Regions from separate parts of the Rattus norvegicus genome. Here region 2 is linked to region 1. A link is a contact called in public Hi-C data. All regions are on one chromosome and are shown on one strand. Each heading gives the region's core, a stretch centred on a gene start, on an enhancer-like site or on the middle of the called end of the contact. The rest is flanking DNA. Distances are from core to core; before and after follow the strand shown. Region 1 holds the start of 2510039O18Rikl (RIKEN cDNA 2510039O18 gene like). Region 2 holds the start of Fbxo2 (F-box protein 2).

Region 1 (5,487 bases), core at 1,287-3,786:
TCAGTTTTCAAAGCTCTTCTTCATGCTTGTAACTGTTTGCAAAAGGAGAAACTAAGGCTCGGAGAAGCATTATCTGCTTGGCATCACACACGTGACGTGGGGCCGCAGTAAGGAAGCATCAGACAGCTCCCAGCTAGAACTGCCTTTTTGCCAGAGTCCACGGAGACCCTCACCAGTGATATACCCCAGATAGAAGACATTCCTGGGCAGTCATCAGAGTCTAAATTAAAAGAGGGATGGGCTCTAGAAACTGCCTGAACCTTCAAGAGGAAGGGTTCACTCTTGTAAAGCCCGACTTTACACGCTTCTGGTATCTGTTTCCTGTTTGGTTCATCGAATTGCTAGAACTTGAACACCGTCCAAGATTCGTGTACGGCGGCCTGTTTCTTTAAGCAGGGGTGGTGGCTGCTGTCCAGATGTTGCTTCTCGAATTTCTAGTACGTGCTCCACGTGCTTTGGACTGTTAAAGGCGCAGGACTCCACTTTGCGCAGACGCCGGAGAGGCTTCCTCTTGTCATCCACTAAAAAGAGAGGCTGGAGAGATGGTTGGGCAGTTAAGAGACTGGCAGCACCACTTCCAGGGATCCCGCACCATCTTCTGACTTAGACATACAATATGCACATGGAGTTGTCTGTTCTCTCATTCCACCATGTAGGTCCTAGGTACAGAAGTCATCACACTTCCTGGCGAATGAATGCCTTTACCTACTGAGCCATCTTGCCATTAGATTTTTATTTTAATTTTGAGGTTCTGGGAAATCGCTTGTGCTCTGTTCTGAGCTAAAACTCTGCCAAAGGGGGGAGGGGAGTGTGATTTTTTTTTAAAGATTTATTCATTTATTATGTATAAGTACACTGGCTTCAGACACACCAGAAGAGGGCATCAGATCCCATTACAGATGGTTGTGAGCCACCATGTGGTTGCTGGGAATTGAACTCAGGACCTCTGGAAGACTAGTCGGGTGCTTTTTTTTTTTTTTTTTTTTTTTTTTTTTTTTTGGTTCTTTTTTTCGGAGCTGGGGACCGAACCCAGGGCCTTGCGCTTCCTAGGTAAGCGCTCTACCACTGAGCTAAATCCCCAGCCCCTCGGGTGCTCTTAACCGCTGAGCCATCTCTCCAGCCCGTGATTGTTTTGTTGTTTACTTTGAGATAAAGTCTCACTGTGTAGACAGGCCAGCCTTGAACTCACTAAAATCCATCTACCTCTGCCTCTTCAAAGAATCAGATTAAAGACATGTACACAATACCTGGCTAAAAATGTGCTATTGAGCTTTGGGGCATTTGTTTGTTTGTTTTTTTTCTTTGTTTAGTTTAGTTTTTCAAGACAGGGTTTCTCTGTGTAGCCCTGGTTGTCCTGGAACTCTGTAGACCAGACTGGCCTCCAACTCCGAGATCCACCTGCCCCTGTCTCTTAAGTGCTCGGACTAGAGGCATGTGCCACCACTGCCGGGCTCTTAGCATGGATTCTTGTGTGAAAATAAAAACGGGTAAAAGCTGGACATGTGCCTTTAATTCTAGCGACTGGGAATGCTGAGAAAGAATCTTTGGGGCCTAGGAATTGTTTGAAGTCCAGTCTGGACAATACAAGAGAGATCCTGTCTCAAAGATGAACAAAAAAATAAAGTAAAAGCAAAACAGGATGAGCATTCTTCCAATGCGACGCGGGCTCACAACTTCAGCAAACAACTTTCTGTCTGCTTACAGCCCACTAGAAACCACCTCAAGTGACCGTTTAATTGTCAACTGTGAATTTGCAACAGCCCATCTAGCTCTGGATTGCTCAGACTCCAAAATGGGAAACAATCGCCCGTTGTCTGCCTAGAATCCAAAGTGGAAACAACCACCCACTGTCTGCTCCAGGGCTCCAGTCGATTCCCAGGCCGCGCCGCCCCTCCCCCCCATATGGATGCTGTAGGTCATGTCAAAGTATGAGAAAAGTATGTTTCGTGTTATTGAATGAGTTAAAACTGTTATTGAATGAGTTAAAGATGGACCTTAAGAAAACTACTTGGTGTGTTTAAGAAACAGGCATTCCTGAGCTGGATTTATGTCCCACTCTGGTGTACTCAACAGCCAGGCAGGTTTGAAACGCTGCCGACAAAATATTTCCTTAGGACATCGTTTTTCAGTGGCTACCCTTCCTCCTCCTCTTCCTTCCCTCTACACTTCATTCCTCCCTGTCTCCTTTCCTTCTTTCCTTCCTTCCATTTACCTCTATGTCTTTTCTTCATTCAGTTAAAAATAGTTTACAGAAACAGTACGTTTTTATTTTTTAACTTTAGGGCTGTTGAAACCATCAGCAGCTAACGAGGCGCAGCTCTCGTTGGGTTTGGCTTGCTCTCTGATTTTCTTTTCTCTTTTTTCCACCAAGCCATTTGGATTCCTGCCCACATTTTGCCCCGCCCTGCCCCCGCCCGGCCACGCCCTCAAAGAAACTCCGCCCCTTCCCCAAATCCCGCCCTTGGCCGCTTTTCCACCTTGTCGCAAAAAAAAAAAACTCAGCGATGCTTTACGGCCGGCGGCGTTTGACGTCTAGGAGGCAACCAAGAAGAAGGAGGAAGCGGTGAAGGTGGCTGCTGGGGCGGCTACGGTGGGCTTTGAGGTGGGCGCGGCGACGCGGCCCGGGGAGTGAGCGGCGGCGGCCGGGCGGGAGGGCTGGGCGGCGGGCCCGATGTGGCTGCAGCAGCGCCTGAAGGGGCTGCCGGGGCTGCTGTCGAGCAGCTGGGCCCGCCGCCTCCTCTGCCTGCTCGGCCTCCTGCTGCTGCTCTTGTGGTTCGCGAGCTCCGGGGCGCGGCGGGCGGCGGGTGGCCTGCACCTGCCGTCCTGGGCCCGCAGCGAGCCGGGCGCCGCCGAGCCGTCCGCCTGCCTGGAAGCGGCCACCCGCGCGTGGCGCGGCCTGCGTGATCGCGGCGAGGCGGTGCCGCTGGGCCCCGGGGTGCCAGCTCTGGTGGCCAACGGCTTTCTGGCTCTGGACGCTGCCAACAACCGGCTGTGGGTGACGCCCGGAGAGCGGGAGCCTGCCGTGACGCCGGACTTCGTGCCCTTCGTGCAACTACGCCCGCTGAATGTGGTGGCTGAGGCTGGAGAGGCGGTGCTGCTGCTGCGGGAGGGCCTGCTGCGCCGAGTGCGCTGCCTGCAGCTGGGAACCCCGGGCTCAGGCCCTGCCGCTGGTGTCCCCGGGCCCGCCTCAGCCTCCGGGCTGTCCACGGGTTCAGGCCGTGACTGCGTGCTACTGCAGGAGGACTTCCTGGCGCACCGAGGCCGACCCCACGTCTATCTGCAGCGCATCCAGCTCAACAATCCCACGGAGCGCGTGGCCGCGTTCCAGACTGTGGGGCCCACCTCGGGCCCAGTCCCCAAGTCCTTCACCAGCACTCTGGAGAAGGTTGGAGATCACCAGTTTCTCCTATACTCGGGCCGGTCCACACCCCTTCCATCAGGGCTGGTGCACTTGGTAGTGGTGACCTCTAAGAAGTTAGTGAACAGGCTCCAGGTGGCTCCCAAGACACAGATGGACGAGACGGTGCTGTGGGTGGTGCATGTCTCTGCTCCCATCCACCCCCAGGTGCTCAAAAGCAAAGGAACCAAGGAGCTCAAGGCACTGCAGGACTTAGCAAGGAAGGAAATGCTGGAGCTGTTGGAAATGCCCGCCTCGGAGCTGCTTCAGGACCACCAGTACCTCTGGGCCCAGCTTTTCAGTCCGGGTGAGGCCTTGGTGTGGGCTTGGTACACAGTCACCACTTGGCACCAGTGTGCATAGGGTCCACTTTAGAGATGTCCCCCATGCTCGGAGGTGGTCACACAGAGGATTGCAACTTGGCCTTGATATTCAAGGGTTGACTCTTCTTAACCACTTTGAAGCTATATGGTCTTGGCTCTGTGGTCTTAGCCTTTTAAGCCTTCACAGTAAGTTTTATAGGGTTTTAATGAAGATTTGAGTGTAAACATTCAGTTTTATTGTCTGTTCTTGGCCTTGGGCCTAACCTGAGCAGGTGGAGGGTTTTGTTTGTAAAGAATAAACCATCAGGGAGGTGCACAGACACTCTGACACTCTAGTTTGGCCGCACAACATGCTTCAGCTTCTGACACTTGAGACTGAGATTCCTTCCTCTTGCCGTCGTGGCTGCAGCTCTTGTGCCGGAATGCAGGAGGGTTCTTCCAGTGGGTTGGAATGTGCAGGCCGAACGAAAACTTTCTTTAAAAAACAAACAAACAAACAAAAACCCAAAAACTTTTATTTACTCTTTGGGAACGGAAACCTTCCCTGTCAACTGTTTAAGAAAAGAAAGGCAATGCACAGCACTGAGTTTTGGTTTTCAGGGTTACAGTTGCCAGCACTCCTGTGTGGTTGTGCAGATAGAGTTTAGTTCATTCAAGAGGTATCTATCTGTTCATCAAGTGCATTTGCTGGTGGACAAGTGGACAGACGAGTCCTTGTCCATGCAATGCTTCCTTTAGCCTGGTTTGGGGGGAGACAGGAACATGAACATTTTAAAAGTGAGACAACTTTGCTGTGAAGAAGACTGAACTGTGGAGCACTGGTGAGGTATGGGGTGCGAGGGCCACCCCTCTGCTCCCTGGATGTCGAGCCACTTAGAAGCAGCCTGTCATGTGACCAGGAAGAGGGCATTCAAGCCTGGAGACTGTCCTAAGGAAGTTAAGCCTGGTGATGAGCAGGAAAAGGGTGGTATGAACTTGAAGCCTTGAGAAAGGACAAGGAGTTTTATCCTGAGATGGGAAAATGGCACAGTATAAGTATAGACTAAGGAGGCAGTAGGTACACAGACAGGATAAGAGGTTCCTGGGGAGCCCAAGGGAAGGAGGAGACATCCCAGTTGTGACATGGACGTAGAAGTGGTGGGTCTTGGTATATTTTTGGAGGAAGGACTCTTGGGCCGTGGTTTGACTGTGGGAAGTGAGACTGGGAGGGCAGCTCCCTGATTTGGGGTTGTGAACAGTTTACACTAGGTCAGTTGTGCCTGTCAGATACCCAGGTGGAGATGCTAAGGGGTGTGGTTAGCCCCTTGAATCTAGAATCATTTAAATAGGAGGCTTCGTCCTTTAAAGCACAGTACTGAACCAGGTTAGGTTCTATAATCTAGCATTCCAAGAGAGTGAGGCCGAAGGATGACTGAGTTCAAGGCCAGCCTGTGCTACATAGAGAGCCTGCCTCCAAGAAGAAGAAAAAAATTGAATAAAATCAAATATTAAGATAGCTATATGGGGACTGGAGAAATAGTTCAGTGGACAAGAGCACTTGCTGCTCGTCCATGGAATCTGAGTTTAATTCCCAACACCCACATGGTGTCTCACAATGTACTGTAACTCCAGATTCAAGGGATCAAAGTCCAAGAGACTTGTATGTAAACGCTGCATAGACACACATGCATATGTACACACATAAGGTAATGTTTAAGCTGTAGTTGTTAGAGTGATAGAACCAGCCAGAATTGGCTATGACACAAATGACATCTGATTGGGAGTTCT
Region 2 (5,487 bases), core at 1,673-4,172, 220 kb after region 1:
GACTAGAAGAAGACATGGTTTTTTGTTTTTGTTTTTGTTTGTTTGTTTGTTTGTTTTTGTTTTTTGCTTTTAAATTCATTTTTTAAAAAGATTTATTTGTTTTATGTAAGTTTATGGTCGCTGTCTTCAGACACACCAGAAAAGGGCGTAGGATCCCATTACAAATGGTTGTGAGCCACCATGTGGTTGCTGGGAATTGAACTCAGGACCTCTGGAAGAGCAGTCAGTGCTCTTCACCACTGAGCCATCTCTCCAGCCCCCAAACACCTGTTCTTGAACCATAATGCTAAGGAAACTTCATCACTCCTTCATCCATAGGCAAGACCCCTTCTGGAATACTCTGTAGGTCTAACCTGGGGGGGGGGTGTCTGTGAGGAATGTGGCTTCAATTAGTGTCTTTGGCACAATTTGTTTCAGCCGGCCTCATTTCTTTTCCTGGGGAGGATTTTAGGAGAGGAGCCTCAAACACATGATCCTCCTGCCTCAGTCTCCCGAGTGGTGGGGTTACAGGTATTAGCACAACTACCAACTGAGAAGTAATTGGCTTGCCTTGAGACAGAGTCAAGTAGCCCAGACTGGTCTCTGACGGATGGCCTTGAACTCCCTATCCTCTCGTGTCTACTTCCCACACAAGTGCTGGGATTACAGGTGTGTGCCCTCAGACCCGGCATAGAAATAATCTACAATAGATAGTACTCTTGACTTCAGTCTGCCCATTTGAAAAGAGTAGTACCTGCGTCTAAGAATTCTTGTGGGTGGAATGAAGGCCGTAATGTAAAGGGCTCACAGCCAGTGTTTAGGGCACACACTGTGGTCATCTAACAGAGCCTGTGTCCTGTTGAGGCATACGCTCTGTACCCACCTTCGGCACAAGGGTTGTGAAGGAGGTTCCTCTGGAGGCTACGCAGGAAATAGAAGATCTTCCAGTCAGCCACGGGCTGGTCCCAGTCCTCGGTGATGAAGCCCTCCTGAAGGCACTTGCGCTTCCAGAGTGTGACCAGGTCAATGAGGTCTCTCCAGAGGCTGCAGACTGGTCGGCAGCGCAGCAGTAGCTGGCGAGCCGGGATGTGGGTGAACAGTTCCAGCAGAATGTTCTCCGGCAGCTCGTTGATGTTGCCTACAGCCATGGTGTCGGTTCCTAGCCTGTTCCTGCAGGTATGGGAGAGCTGTGCCATACACCCAGCCTTCTCCCTAGCCAGTGAGTGGCAACCCCAGCACCCAGGGATAGAGCGATTCCCAATTCAGCGGCCACTGACTTTCTCCAGAATTCCTGTGCTGTTCTGACCTTCAGTTACCACAGTTAAACAAGGGCCGGGTATGGTACTTCCCTTCAGGGTCACCGCCAGCTCAAGGCTCCTGGGCTGGGGAGCTGCTTAATAAACGGAAAAAAAAATCTGGTTTCCCTCCAACGGGGGCACCCAAGAACAGCATCTAAGGAAGCCCAGGGAGCTTCCCAAGGTCACACTAACAGGAGAGAAGGGGAGGCAGCCCCAGCCCTCACTGAATGTAGAGCCAGCCATTTTCAGTCTTTTAAGGGGGGGGGGGTGACACAATGAAAAGCCTTGTGAGCACTCCAGCTTGCTACTCTTCATTTCCTCCCATCCCCCACATGGGGGAATGGGGAGAGGCGATGATCGGAGGTTATCACTGGCCCTCAGGACCGGTCACGGAGTACAAAAGACTCAGTGACGTTCTCAAGATCGCAGAGAATATGACCTGTTTACCTGAGCCTGAGGAAAGATGTGCGAGTGGAAAAGAGCCTTCCTATCTCCCTCCCGCAACCCCGCCCAGGGCCCCTGCCGTCTCTCATTTATGCGTGGCCCTAAAACGGGCCGCCCTGCTCAAGACCAGATTCAGATCTCTGAGCACCGAAGGCGTCCATAGCCCAGTTCTTCGGAGCCTCACAGTACAATGAGTGGGGGCAAAGCCTGAGGCCTGGGCCTTAAAGGCGCTGAAGCACTTAGGATCGCTAAGCGCGCGCGCCCCTCCTCCCCTCTAGGTCTCTGCCTACCGCGTCTCAGTCCCCACGCAGGGTGCTCCCCCTCCCGCAGTCACCTCCGATCCGCCGCGCTGAGTGATCCTGCCAGACCGTGGGGCTGTGCGGCCCGAGCTTGCGTGGCCCGGAATGCAGACCTGCCTACTACACCCTAAACCTCTCGCTGCTGGGGCCCTCACTGCTCCCCTCCTGCTGTCACCTGCTCCTTGCAATGTGCCGCGTTGGAGAACAGCACCTAAGGCACAGTCCCGCCCACTACTCATCAGACCCCGCCCTAACCATAATCCCACAACACTGGCCCCTCTCCCTCTCCATTCTCCTTGTCACCCACGTTTGGTCGCGCTGCGCCATACCCTTGGTTCACAGGAGTGAGCCATCCGGGTCAATGGAGGGCGGGGGTGAGACCCGCCCACTGTTTGTCTGACCACGCCCCTCTCCCCACCCCCATTTTCTCTGTCACCGGCGTTTGGTCCCGCTGCCCTGGCAAGGTTGGGTCTTGGAACGGCGCTTTTCTGCCAGTGTTGGCTCAGGATGCGGCCCCTCCCACTGCCCTCAAGACTCCTCCCACCATTCCTCCAGGCCCCGCCTCACCCGCGCACTCTTGGGACTCGCCCCCACCACAGCGTAGGAAAATTACCTGAGGGGGGGGGATGGTTCCGATACCCCCAACTCCACTGGGCTCGGCGCCCACACCCTCTGTTCCCTAACAGTCCGACCCCCGATGTCCTCTTGCAGTCATTCTCTAGGCACACTTGGAGCCCACCCATTCTGTAGGTGTCCCTGCCCCTCTCCGGTCCCCGGCTTCTCCCGGAAGCAGCACCTTGGACTACGGGGGGTGCAGGGCTCCCGGCCCTTAGCCGGGGGCCAGAGGCGGGGCGCACGGGGCCTTTAAGAGGCGCGGCGGCGCGGGCCCGGCTGACGCGGGCAGCTCCAGGACTCGCCACCCGCAGCGCTCAGGCTCCACTCTCGTCAGCGCCGCAGCGATGGATGGAGATGGTGATCCAGGTATCCGCTGCTGGCCCCGCTAGATACAGACCCGGGAGACAGGGCGGGCCATCGCCGCAGACGGCGCTCAAACTTTCGCGCCAGGAACACCCTGGAGACAGTCTAGGGAGCAGGTTTCTGCCGGGTGTCAGGATGTGGAGGGAGGAGGACGCCTAGGTCTCTGAAATGGCACGGAGGACTCTGGCATCCCAGGCTCTGGGCTTCCTGGGGTTTGAAAGCCAGGTTCTTGCTTCCATGAACTTCTTTCATTTGCTAGTGCTGCCCACCCTGCCTCTTGATCCTCCGGAGTCCCCGCGGGGTCCTAGGGTTGTTAAACCTCACCCTGCATCCATCCGAGCTTTCCGAGGGACTCTCTTCTTTGGAGGGGCCGCCTTGTATCGGAGTAGAGGCTGTTCCGTGGGGACCGGGCAGGGGATGAGGAGGTCAGCTTTTGGCAGAAGCTCTGGGTCCTCAAAGATTGCCCAGTCATCTTTTCTGGCACCAAAGACCCCACCCCTTCTCCCCTCAGCTCCCTGCTGGGCCTATAGGGGGTGGCTTGCTGAGTCAGACTGGGGAGCAGACCTGCTTGCCATGACCCTCGCCCCTTCCTCACTAACCACACCCAGAGTGGTCGCTCTTTAAGGGAGGTGAGGGAATAGATGAACTCAAGGTGGTCAGGCTTCCCTTCATCCCTGAACCCCGTCCACCCCCCTCCCCAAGCCCCACTCTCAGTCAGTGTCTCGCTTCAACATCATCTACAGGGCCCCAGATTTCTCCCTGGGCCCAGGAAGTCCCTGGACTCAGAGGCCCAACCCAGGTGAGCAAGTCAGCTTGGGGTCAGCATCCAGGGCTAGATAACTTTCCTAGCGTAACAATGTGGCAAATTGTGTGCAAAGGAGCAGGGGGGCGGGCTGTAATCCGATCTGGGGCCTCAATGCCAGGTCTAGGGGCCAGGAGAGAGGACTGGGTGAGGTACACCTTTCCTGAGAGCATCAGGTATCTGCTGGGGCCAGGGCAGGGCTGGGGTGCTGGTGGAGAGGTGAGGACAGTGGGCCCAGCTCTTCAGAGCTGTTGGAAGCAGGAGGGACCACTCTTTTTCTTTCTGCTTGATGATGTCCTGTGGTGGAACCTGGAAGAAATGCTAGGTCTCTCTGTGCCCGTTGTTTTCTCATTCCCAGTGGAGGGATAAACACCTACTTAAGAAAACATGACCAAAACACGTTAGAAATGCAGGGAAAGTAGTTTTCTCTCCTTCTCTTTCCCTTCCCCTCCCCCTCCCTCTTTCTCCTTCCCCTATCCGGGGTGTGTGTGTGTGTGAGTGTGTGTGTGTGTGTGTGTGTAAACAATTCACCATGGCTGATGGAGGATTCGTTGTGTGCTCTAAAGAAAGAGGGGAAATCCTGATTCAGCTTTCCTGGGTCAGACAGTGTAGTGATACTGGCTGCAACACCTTAGAGGGGATTTAGGGACCTGGCCATCTGTCCCTCCCCTGACACCTGACACAGGCCTGCTCCCCTTATTTCCTTGGTTTTTCAGGGTCCAGTCTTCAGGAACTCTGAGAGAAGCGGCCTCCATTACCCAGGATGGCTGGGTCCCCTCCCCACTGGCCCTCTCTCCTTTAGAGATACTAGGCACTCAGTGTCTGCTTACTCAAGGCTTCTTCGGTGGCCCAGATGAGGCGGGCTGAGATCCAAGAGATACACAGCTGCCCACACCATCCTGGGTATTCAATGGACTGACCTCAAGAACCCAGCCTGGGAGACGGTGCTTTTTTTTCCTGGTGCCCACTTCCCTCTGTAGGGTCAGGAGTTCCCACTGACTTAGCAAGAGTGGCTATGACTACCCCTGTTGCCTTGCTCCTTCCTCTGTGGGGAGGGGATGAATTTCACTATAAGTCTGATGGTCTGACACAACGATGACACCATTTCACAGATGAGGAGATTGAGGACAAAGGATGGGAAAGGAAGGAGGAAAGACTCTTCCCCAATCACCCAGTACCTCTCTTTGTTTTCCTTCCCCTCCTTATACAATATTGGCTGGGGATAGCTGGGTCTCTAGCCTGTTCTCCTCACCCATAGCGCTTGAGTCCCCCACCCTAATACTGACAGTGTGACCTACACAAAATCACTTTATATCCACAGTTGAGCATGTTCACCCACAGTACCAAAGCCTCTTTGTCCCCTCATGAAGCAGACTTGGGCCCAGCCTGGAGGAGATGATTTGAGGATTTAGGGAGTAGTTCCAATCTTCAGGGCAGTACCTTGCTCTTGATAGGCACTGGTAAAATACAGTAGCTCCTGGCTCTACACAGGGACAGAAGTGGTGTTTCCCAGGCCACATCCTTGAGGCTAGTCCATTGCACACAAAGGTTGTTATCAAACAACCAGACCAAGTACAGAAGCTAGAAAGTCCTTGATTGTGAACTTGTGCTGGGAGATTGTATGCTAAAAGTATGTCCAGGAAGGCTCCCCAGAGGATGGGAGGGACCCAGAGGTCTGGGAGGGTGC

The links. A called contact is a pair of places that touch in the nucleus more often than the background predicts.
Region 2: a contact with region 1 is called in a Hi-C map of mammary epithelial cells, with 3 times the contacts expected there. The contact joins the promoter of Fbxo2 here to the promoter of 2510039O18Rikl in region 1. A contact is called at or near these places in 2 of 12 Hi-C or Micro-C datasets (liver and mammary epithelial cells) and 1 of 1 datasets of contacts at active chromatin or transcription factors (oligodendrocytes).

What each region holds. Positions count from the first base shown.
Region 1 is chr5:163,652,570-163,658,056 of GRCr8, forward strand. It overlaps 2510039O18Rikl (RIKEN cDNA 2510039O18 gene like), which reads left to right and starts at 2,537. Exons shown (of 3, transcript NM_001135781.1): 1 at 2,537-3,704. The coding sequence starts at 2,672.
Region 2 is chr5:163,873,157-163,878,643 of GRCr8, forward strand. Fbxo2 (F-box protein 2) reads left to right here and starts at 2,923. Exons shown (of 6, transcript NM_053511.2): 1 at 2,923-3,001. The coding sequence starts at 2,980. Fbxo44 (F-box protein 44) reads right to left here and starts at 2,343. Exons shown (of 6, transcript NM_001191576.1): 1 at 2,056-2,343; 2 at 863-1,149. The coding sequence starts at 1,127.